Regions from separate parts of the Sus scrofa genome. Here regions 2 and 3 are each linked to region 1. Evidence: chromatin contacts called from public Hi-C and HiChIP or PLAC-seq data. All regions are on one chromosome and are shown on one strand. The core of a region is the stretch at or near the end of the contact, and the rest is flanking DNA. Distances in the headings are between cores, read along the strand shown. Region 1 holds the start of RPL26 (ribosomal protein L26). Region 2 overlaps MYH10 (myosin-10). Region 3 holds the start of RANGRF (RAN guanine nucleotide release factor).

The links. Hi-C and Micro-C count contacts between places; a contact is called where the count stands out from the background. HiChIP or PLAC-seq counts read pairs in DNA pulled down with a chosen protein or histone mark.
Region 2: a contact with region 1 is called in an H3K27ac HiChIP or PLAC-seq map of alveolar macrophages. The contact joins the enhancer-like site here to the promoter of RPL26 in region 1. A contact is called at or near these places in 9 of 47 Hi-C or Micro-C datasets (embryonic fibroblasts, epiblast stem cells, fetal skeletal muscle and 3 more) and 2 of 2 datasets of contacts at active chromatin or transcription factors (alveolar macrophages and skeletal muscle).
Region 3: a Hi-C map of skeletal muscle shows a contact between it and region 1, with 2.4 times the contacts expected there. The contact joins the promoter of RANGRF here to the promoter of RPL26 in region 1. A contact is called at or near these places in 10 of 47 Hi-C or Micro-C datasets (adipocytes, alveolar macrophages, blood and 6 more) and 2 of 2 datasets of contacts at active chromatin or transcription factors (alveolar macrophages and skeletal muscle).

What each region holds. Positions count from the first base shown.
Region 1 is chr12:53,551,849-53,554,897 of Sscrofa11.1, forward strand. It overlaps RPL26 (ribosomal protein L26), which reads right to left and starts at 1,605. Exons shown (of 4, transcript NM_001243458.1): 1 at 1,571-1,605; 2 at 689-861. The coding sequence starts at 856. It also overlaps a transcript of NDEL1 not described here.
Region 2 is chr12:53,678,113-53,681,161 of Sscrofa11.1, forward strand. MYH10 (myosin-10) reads right to left here. Exons shown (of 44, transcript XM_021067863.1): 18 at 1,113-1,306; 19 at 896-1,017. Among named protein-coding and RNA genes, the nearest start is that of NDEL1, 78 kb to the left of the region's middle. Within about 2 kb of position 1,604, at least 6 of the 83 cell types and tissues checked have an H3K27ac peak or open chromatin away from gene starts, as enhancers often do. A contact at or near this core is called in alveolar macrophages, where this site is marked.
Region 3 is chr12:53,483,828-53,486,876 of Sscrofa11.1, forward strand. RANGRF (RAN guanine nucleotide release factor) reads left to right here and starts at 1,454. Exons shown (of 5, transcript NM_001243369.1): 1 at 1,454-1,646; 2 at 1,736-1,852; 3 at 2,061-2,217; 4 at 2,307-2,392; 5 at 2,629-2,846. The coding sequence starts at 1,570. The coding sequence ends at 2,740. It overlaps SLC25A35 (solute carrier family 25 member 35), which reads right to left. Exons shown (of 6, transcript NM_001243357.1): 6 at 2,860-3,049.

The DNA.
Region 1 (3,049 bases), core at 355-2,854:
TTAATAATGTTGCTAACATGAAGTTGCTTTAGAGACTGCTTGAATCTTTTAATCAGGTAGGAAACATTTATAGAAAATTTCACTTAAATAGATTTGACAAATTATTTACTAGTGTTTGCAAACAATCATATGAAACATGATTCAGTTAGGACTTCTATAGTTTGGATTTTTTGGGTCTTTTTAGGGCTGCACCTTTGGCATATGGAAGTTCCCAGGCTAGGGGTCCAATCCGAGCTACAGCTGCTGGCCTACACCACAGCTTACAGCAACGCCGGCAACCCACTGAGTGAGGCCAGGGATCAAGCCCCCATCCTCATGGATGCTAGTCAGATTCGTTAACCCTGCTGTCTGGATTTTGACTCAGACACACAATTGTTTACTAGTCCTCAAATGCCTCCTCAACAACCAAACATACCCAGAAAAAAATACTCCCCAATCTAATGTTATGGTTCCAAGCCATCTTTCTTTTGTTTAACTATGACTGCATCTGATACTTGGGGCAACTGATTTTCACCAAAGTAAAGGTGAAGAAAGCAGCACACTTTTTATACTTTAGTCCCTGGCTCAACATCTTTCTACTCCGTGTTCTGGGAGCCAGTGTCTCAGATGTGTCCCTTGCAGAACGCAGTCCACCGTCTATGCCAAATGTGTGGGACATCCGCTATGATGATAAGAACACAGCACATACCTGAACTTCATCGTCCTTTCGGATGGGCATGGATCGAACATTGTACTTCTGTCTCAGCTCTTTGGAAAGAGGGGAAGACATAATCTTCCTGCGAATGTGGGAAGGTGCATTGAAATGCCTTTTACGGTTCTTGCTTCGGTCGGAGGTCACAAAAGGATTGAACTTCATTTTGGCTAAATAAAAAATTAAATGTAAACCCTTACACGGCCAAAACCTCACTCAGTTTATAAACAAGTAACTGCAACAGTTTCATCTCGAACGTTTACAACGCTCACAGAAATTGTCATAAATCCTTTAACTCCACCAAAACAGAACTTTCCACTATCAACACTTGTTTTAAACTTCTTGTGTAAGGAAGCTAAGATAGGACTTACATCTACTGAATTAGGGCAAAGCAGATTGACAACTCAATTTAAATAGAATCACGTTTTAGAAAGACCAATCAACGTTAGCCTACGGAGTGTGAGCACATTTGAACCCCTCCACAATGAATGAAACCAGGCTCCTCATCCCGAACCTGGAAAACGCACAGAACTCGAGTCCAAAAAGGCGTCTGACGGGCGAACGCGATCTGAAAGTTCTGCACATTTACCAAGAAACTATATGGAGATCATTACTTCGGAAACCACACTGCACAGGCTAGATTCCATCGCAACAGGCTCCCTCCCCTTTAGCGCTGGTTTCCAAGTCCCAAAGTCTCTCTCCTCCTCCCCCAGCCCGGAGGCCCTTTGGATAGGGGAAAAACAGGCCGAGACCATCCTGGCCCCCCTCTCTGGCTGCTACTCGACCTCCAGAACATGATCTAGGTCCCCGGGATCGAGAGCCACCGTGCTCGTGAACGGATGGCTGCAGATTATATGCACTGTCCGGGGAAATTCTCACCCGCTGGCGCTTCAGCGATGGCCGCAAAAGGGAAGAGAACCACAGTCGTCTTCCGGTTGTGTAAGTTTCCGAGAGATCTCGCGAGACAGATGTTTCTTGGAGCGAGAGAGGCACGGCGTTGACGGCGGAGAGGAAACTGGGAACGAAACTGATGACTACCGACCTCTTGTGTCTCGGAGGGGAACTGTGAGGGACTGCAAAACACTTCTCCAGGTCCTGGTTCCTCCCTTGGGAGCTGTGGGTTCCACAGGTGAGTTCTCTGGGAACAGTGGTACCTGGGCGAGTGGCGGGGGCTGCTCAGGCTCTGACTCTTGCTGCGGGTGTTGAGGGAACGAGCGGCTCCAGGGACCCCTGCCCCTTCACTCCCTAGCGCCCGGCGACTGGTATCCCATTAGCCGGGAAAGAGCAGGTCCTATATTTGAAAGCAAGGTGGCGCTGGGATTCCGGCAGGCCGGGCACCTCGATTACCTGGACAATCCCGCCCAAGCCACGGGCGTGGGTCTGTTTGGTGTGTCTGTCCGGTAGCCAGCTCCAGCCCCACGGCCGCTGCCGCCCCCAGGCCGCGGCGTGTGCCGACTGCTCCGTGGGGTCCGCCCGAGGTTCGGCTCCCGCCGGCAAGAGGCCTTCCAAGGACTGGGGCCCGGGTCCTCCTCCCACCCCGCCCAAGTAGGTCCGCGTTTTTAACGAGCTCCCAGGGGACACCGAGGGTGCTGGTCCAAGATCGCGCTTTGAAGGAGCGCGGCGTGGGGAAGCCTTTCCCGCCGAGAGCTGTGCCCTTTTCCGAATTGCACTGCCTGCTCTCATTCGGTTCAGGATCTGATGGAAGCAAGGCAAGGGGGCGCGCTCCCCTTGCAAAAGGACTGCACTGCGGGGTGAGCGCCGGCCGCGCCCCTGCTGAGGGATCGGTTTCTGCTGAGTGAGTAAGGCGGCTGTCATGCTGGGGGAAGACACGCGTTGCGTGGTACAACGAGCAGTGAGCTTTCCGAGTGTTGGGGACACTCTTCCACTCCCTGCAATTTTCGCTCCTTTATTCCACCAGACAGCCTCGGGTCCTGGTATTGTCCCATTTTACAGATGGGACACTGGACCACAGAGAAGTGAGAGGAGCTTGTGCGAGGTTATAGGAACCCATATAAATCCTGTCATGAACAACAAGGTTATATATAAATCTTGCCTCTAACCAAGCCATGCAGGCTGGCTTCCCAGCCCCTTCTCGTAATTCTATGTACAGTCCCATTTGTAATACCCCATTGGGTCAAGTCAAAGAGTGGATTCAGTCAAGAACAAATGTTTTCATGATTTAAAAAGAGTTGTGTTCTTACACATGCTGTGAAGAAGTTCCCCGGGGTTTTATTTGTAATTCAGGAATCCAGGGGTTGCCAGTTGTGGTGCAGCGGAAATAAATCTGACTAGTATTCATGAGGATGCAGGTTTGATCCCTGGCCTTGTTCAGTGGGACAGGCATCCAGCGTTGCCGTG
Region 2 (3,049 bases), core at 354-2,853, 130 kb after region 1:
TTCCGCAGCATATGGAGGTTCCTAGGCTAGGGGTCAAATTGGAGCCGAGTCTGCGACCTACACCACAGCTCATGGCAACACCGGATCCTTCACCCACTGAGCAAGACCAGGGATCGAACCCGCAACCTCATGGTTCCCAGTCGGATTTGTTAACCACTGAGCCATGTCAGGAACTCCGTCTTTTGTCCTTTTTAGGGCCACACCGCAGCTTACGGAGGTTCCCGGGCTAGGGGTTTAATCAGAGCTGTAGCTGCCAGTGACGCCACAGCCACAGCCACGCCGGATCCGAGCCGCGTCTGCGACCTACACCACAGCTCACGGCAATGCTGGATCCTCAACCCACTGAGTGAGGCCACGAACTGAACCGAACTGGCAACCTCATGGTTCCTAGTCGGATTCATTTCTGCTGCGTCACGACTGGAATCCCCCTAGTTTCTATTTCTTAAAAGCAGCAGCAAAACGAAAGCCGAGGTCAATTCTCCCAGGTCAGAGACTGCTGCGGCCCTGGTTCAATCCCTGGTGTGGGAACAGCGATCCCGCATCGAGCTGTTGCACGCAATTGTTGCCCCCCACCCCCGCCCCTGAATTATGTTGCAATCACAGGCGGAACTGCCGGAATGAATCAACTGTGAGTTCTCGGCGCTCTGCATTTCCTCACGGCTGCCTCAGGGCCCAGAGGCCGGGGGCAGCAGTCTTTGCTGCACCCACAGTGGTCGTGAGCACCCTGCCTGTGTGGAAAGCAGGCCCCCCTGTGCCTGACCAGCAATAAAGGGAATGATGCGATGGATCCCTTCCTGTCTGAAAAGAAGGCGGAAACTCCAGGAAACAAGGGAAAACCTCTCCTGTCCCCTCACCGCTTGATCCCTGCGGGACAAAGCTTAAAAGTGGGTGATACCTCTGTCTGAATTCCTGGAAAACGATCCGGTTGGGGAACCCCTGGCGACAGATTCTGATCCCCTCCAGGACACCATTGCAGCGAAGCTGATCCAGCACGAGGTGCGGATCCAGTTTGCCGGCCTAGTAAGCAGAGGACGGATTTTCAGCTTCAGCTTTGCCTCCCGACCGAGACCAGTCCTAAACCCGGGCCTGGCTTTGCCCGAACACCCACGCACCCGCTTCTCGTGATTGGGGATGATGCAGCGCACGAAGTTGGGGTTGGTGTTCCGGAGCGTGGCCATCAGCTTGGTGAGAGATTCTTTGTAGAGCTGCCCGACGGTCCGAAACATGCCCTTCTTGGTCTTATACGCGGAGCCGAATGCCGTCTCCGCCATCCCCGTGACTTGGTCCAGACCCACGATCCGGTCCACTGGGGGGGATAAAAGCGAGGTGGGAAAATGAGCCGCATCTAACTCGTTAGCGGGGGACGAGAAGACAGAGTGGTAAGTGCAGCAGCACAAGCTTTGTGGGACGGATGGTAGGAGATGCCATAGAGGTCAGGCAGTCAGCTTATTTAGACACTGCACAAGCCGGGGAGCTCACAGCCACACACTTGGAGGGTGGGAACCGGGGTGCTCTGACAAGTTCACACCACACACCAGCAGATGCCGCCCGCTGCGCTACCCGCGGGAACTCACTGTCTTTGATGACACTGGCCTGTTGCATACACAATGATTTGGGAAATGAGAGCTCGTTGGCTGGCACTACTGACACAAACCGACACTGCGACCCGTCTCAAAGGAGGAAATGGCTTCTAAAAACGGACCTAAAAAGCTATGACCGTAAAGGCAGATCCTCCGAGTGAATATGCTCAGTCATCAGGGACCAGGGGCAGCTCTGACGAGTCAGTAGATTTCCACGGAGAAAGGCCACCGGGGAGAGGTGAGGTCACAGCGGCTCGGGTGTTTGGGGCTAAGTCACCCTCAGCTGTCTCCCCAGAGCACAGGGGACACTTAGGGAAGGGGCAAGGACACAGCTTCAGCGGCCCCGAAAAGAATCGGCGCCTAAGCCGAGTCCAACCTCGCCTCTCGAACACTGCGCTCCGTTAACGCAGCCGACGCCCGCTGACGGCGCACGCGGCAGCGCACCAGCTGCGGCAGAACGTCTGGTCCCTGATATACTCTCATCTAAAAAAACGCCCGGTGAATGAATGAAACACTGAGTATTTTTTTAAAAATCAGAGTATCAACTGAACTATCCCTCTCAACACTCTCTTCAACCCTAGCGGTCCCCTCCGTTTTTCTCGTTTGTCCCCAAGGGAGAAAGCACATGGGACCTGGCACCGAATGAAGGGCTTTGTCAGCAAAGCCTCAGTCTTGATTCCAATCCTCGGTCTCCAGTGAGGTTTGTGGGAAGCGGAAACCATGACCAGGAGGCGAGGGAACTGGTCAGGTCGCGCAGGCCTCCAGTGGGGACTGCGGTGAGCGGGGACTGGCCGCCAGGCCCAGGCGTTTGTCCTGTCTACACCGTCTCCCGAGTGAAGCCGTCAGACTCGAGGGTTTAGGTCACGGCTTCTCCTCCTGCCTGTGCACAGAGCCAGCCCTCCGTCCCCTCAGACGCCACCGTGCTTTCCTGTGTCTTCAGCTGTCCCCCTGCACTTGCTCCAGCAGCAAACAGCACAGACCCGCCCCTCCGGGCGCCTTGACAACGAACTTCCTGTAACCCTGCATCCGCCTGCTTCTCCATCTCCTTGGAGCCACGCTTCTTTCTAGAGTTGTCCCCATCTTGCACTTCTACGCCTTTCAGCCAATTTCCCATCATGCGGCCCCCTCAGCTCCCTGTGTGACCCAACTCAGGCAGGGACAGGTCTGGTGCCTGGTGAACCTGAGCCTGGCCTTCACCTGCTGACCAGCACAGCCGCGTCCATCAGCTCCCCACCCCGCTTCTCCTGGGGACCACGAACACCTGCCGCCCCAACTCCCGCCCTCTCCTTGGTGACTTCTCGCCTGCCCATCACACGACGAGGTCTGAACTCCGCTCTCCTGAGATCCTCCCTGGAAGGAGGCAGCGCTGGCGTGCAGGCACACTCCTCCTGCCCTTCGGCCGTCTCGGCCCAGCCTCACCCTGGGTGAGCTCATCCAGGACGCCACTCCCATGCCTGACTCCGGCACCA
Region 3 (3,049 bases), core at 204-2,703, 68 kb before region 1:
TATCCTAATAGCTTTTGTAGCTCCAGCCCTTCACTTGAGGCCTGGTAAGTTAAGGGACTAAAGAATATGTGCTCTTTGGCCCCAGTGTCACAAAACTGTTAGGGTCCAGAGATATGACTGGCACTTGGAACCCTATGCATGGATGGCCTCAGGATGAGCATTCTCTTGCTCATTTTTGGGTGGGAAATAGATGACATCCAGAATTTCTGAGGGCCTGTGTGGTCCCCTGGATTCCGAAATTCACCCTACTGAGATAGAAAAAAAAAAAAAAAAAAAAGGAGTTCCCATAGCGGCTCAGCAGTAATGAGCTTGACTAATGTCCATGAGGAAGCAGGTTCCATCCCTGACCTCACTCAGTGAGTTAAGGATCCAGCGTTGCCAGTGAGCTGTGGTGTAGGTAGCACATGCGGCTCGGATCCCCTGTGGCTGTGGCTATGGTGTAGGATGGCAGCTACAGTTCTGATTCAATCCCTAGCCTGGGAACATCCATATGCCATAGGTGCGGCCCTAAAAAGACCCAAAACAAAAAAACAAAACAAAACAAAAAACCATCTAGATACTCATGTTGCAACAGAACAAAAGGTGGGGGAAAAAAATGTAATTGTAATGTATACATGTAAGGATAACATGATCCCCTTGCTGTACAGTGGGAAAATAAAAAAAATAAGAAAAAACCAAAACAAAAACCCAAGCAAACAAAATTGACCCTACTGGATTTATTCAACCATTCATAGACACAATAGGTCTGTTATGTTCTAACACTCTGCCAGGTGCTGGGGCGCAAAGGTGAATGGAGAAATTAGCTGGCAGGATACACTTGAGCCAAAATTTTAAGAACACTCTAAAAATCTATAAAAGAAAAAACAACAGAGTTTATTCTGGCTTTCACCCAGGTGTGCGAGGAGGGAGGGAAAGCCCCTCTCCCGGCCCCTCCAACCTCTCACCTCATTCTCAAATCGAAGATTTGTGGGGGATTAGATATATAATCTCCAAGTTGGGTTTTGATTTCAGGAAGGCGTGAGGCCTGAATCCTAACCCGGCCCACACACCTGGCCCCATTGTTCCTCTAATTCCCTGCATCCGGGAATTAGCGACCGGTTGGCAGCTGAGAGACCCTGTCACTGAGAGACCCTGAAACTATTCCTCCCTGACTCAGGAACCCCACCAAAACCTCTGTCCCTTGGACGGGCAACGGCCCCTAAAGGGGGTCTCAGACGCATTCTTAGAAAGTGCGACCTCTTTAAAAGTAGGAGACCGGCGGGCGCGGGCTAGTGACCAGGAGCGCGTCACAAATCCTAAACCGAGGTCTTAGCTCCTAGCTGACCCCGCGGCTCCGCCCCGCGCCCTCTTAAAAGCAAGCTTCCGCCGGCAGCTAGGCTGGGGCACCGCCCCCAAGGCGCGGACGCCGATTGGCCAGCGCGGTCGCGGGGCGGAGCCAAATCTTAAAGGATCGGGAGCTAAGAAAGACCGGAGGTGGCCGTGGCTGCAGCGAAACACAGGGAGGTGATGCTACATGGCCCCTTGTGGGTTTCTTTTAAGTCGCTAATGTCCATACCATAGTCTTCGCCCATGGAGCCCATGAGAGACTACCCACTGTTCGGGGGCGCCTTCTCCGCCACTCTCCCGCCCGGGGCCATTGATGTGAGGTGAGAAGGCCTGGGCGCCAATGGAGGTTGACCAGGTGGGTTACAGGACGAAGCCGGGGTCAACCAGGGTGTGCCTCGCCTCTCTCCAGCGACCTCCGACCGGTTCCGGACAATCAAGAAGTTTTCTGCCATCGCGAGACAGACCAGAGCCTGATCGTGGAACTTCTGGAGCTGCAGGCCCATGTGCAGGGCGAAGAGGCTGCGCGGTGAGGGAGGCAGGCCCGCCGCTGGCCAATGGGAGGGCCGGAACCGAATAAATGGGCGGGGTCTGTGGCTGGACAGTTAATCTGGTTAATGGGAACTCCAAGGGCAACACCTTATCACCGGAGGTGAGCCAAGTTTAGGACTTAAAAAGAGATGCTTGTAAGGGGCGGGGAGAGTTGCCCCTCCCTGACCTTGCTCACCCCACTCCAGGTACCACTTTGAGGACGTTGGTGGCGTGCAGGAGGCTAGGGCTGTGCAAGTGGAGGCTGTGCAGCCCCTCCTTTTGGAGAACTTGGCCCTGAGGGGCTGCTGTCAAGAGGCGTGGATCCTCTCTGGCAAGCAGCAGGTGGCTAAAGAAAACCAGCAGGTGAGGGCCAAGGGAGTATGGGACATCCTGGAGGGGTAAAAAGGGTGGTCCTAGGGAATCAGGTAAGCATCCTGTCTATGATCCTTTAGGTAGCAAAGTGTGTGACACTGCACCAGGCCTTGCTGCGGCTGCCCCAGTACCAGACTGATCTCCTGCTCACCTTCAATCAGCCCCCGTAAGGAGGATAGAAAAGGCGCATGGCTCATGACTGGGTCCCCATGAGAACTGGCTGGAAGGGGCAGAGTAGGGAGACTGGCTGGTGGGGTACTCCGAGGAAGTGGGAGTGGGCCAGGGGTTTGGGGTCACAGATACCCAGGTCCTCTGGGGAACAGGAAATGGGAACTTACAAACCCAAGACCTAGATGATGTTTTCTTTCTATCTATTCCCCACCCCCCAAACCCTGAGAATAGGTCATCTCTTGGCCCTGAAAATCTGTCACTTCCGCCCTGGAGCCTGGGTGATTTTGAGCAGCTGGTGACCAGTCTGACTCTTCACGATCCCAACATCTTTGGTTCCCAATAAGGATGCTGAAACGCTGCATGCTGCTGTGGAAGACTTAGGGCTTTTGTTCTGCAAGAGGACAAGGGATGGGACATAGTCCCCTAATTCCTTCCCAGTGCATAAACATAAGACACCTCCTCTCTGTAGAAATAAACTTGCTTTATAACCAATATAATCTCTGTGCCTTTGAATCTAACAGAACACCTTGGTCCCTCCCCCGCAGTTCCCTTTGGTCTCAGAGAGTGGAGTTTAAAATTGTGCATGGGATCAGAAGGGACCCGAGTAGAGAAAGGGAGGAAATACACTTTGGAGTGACTGGTTCAGCCCTGA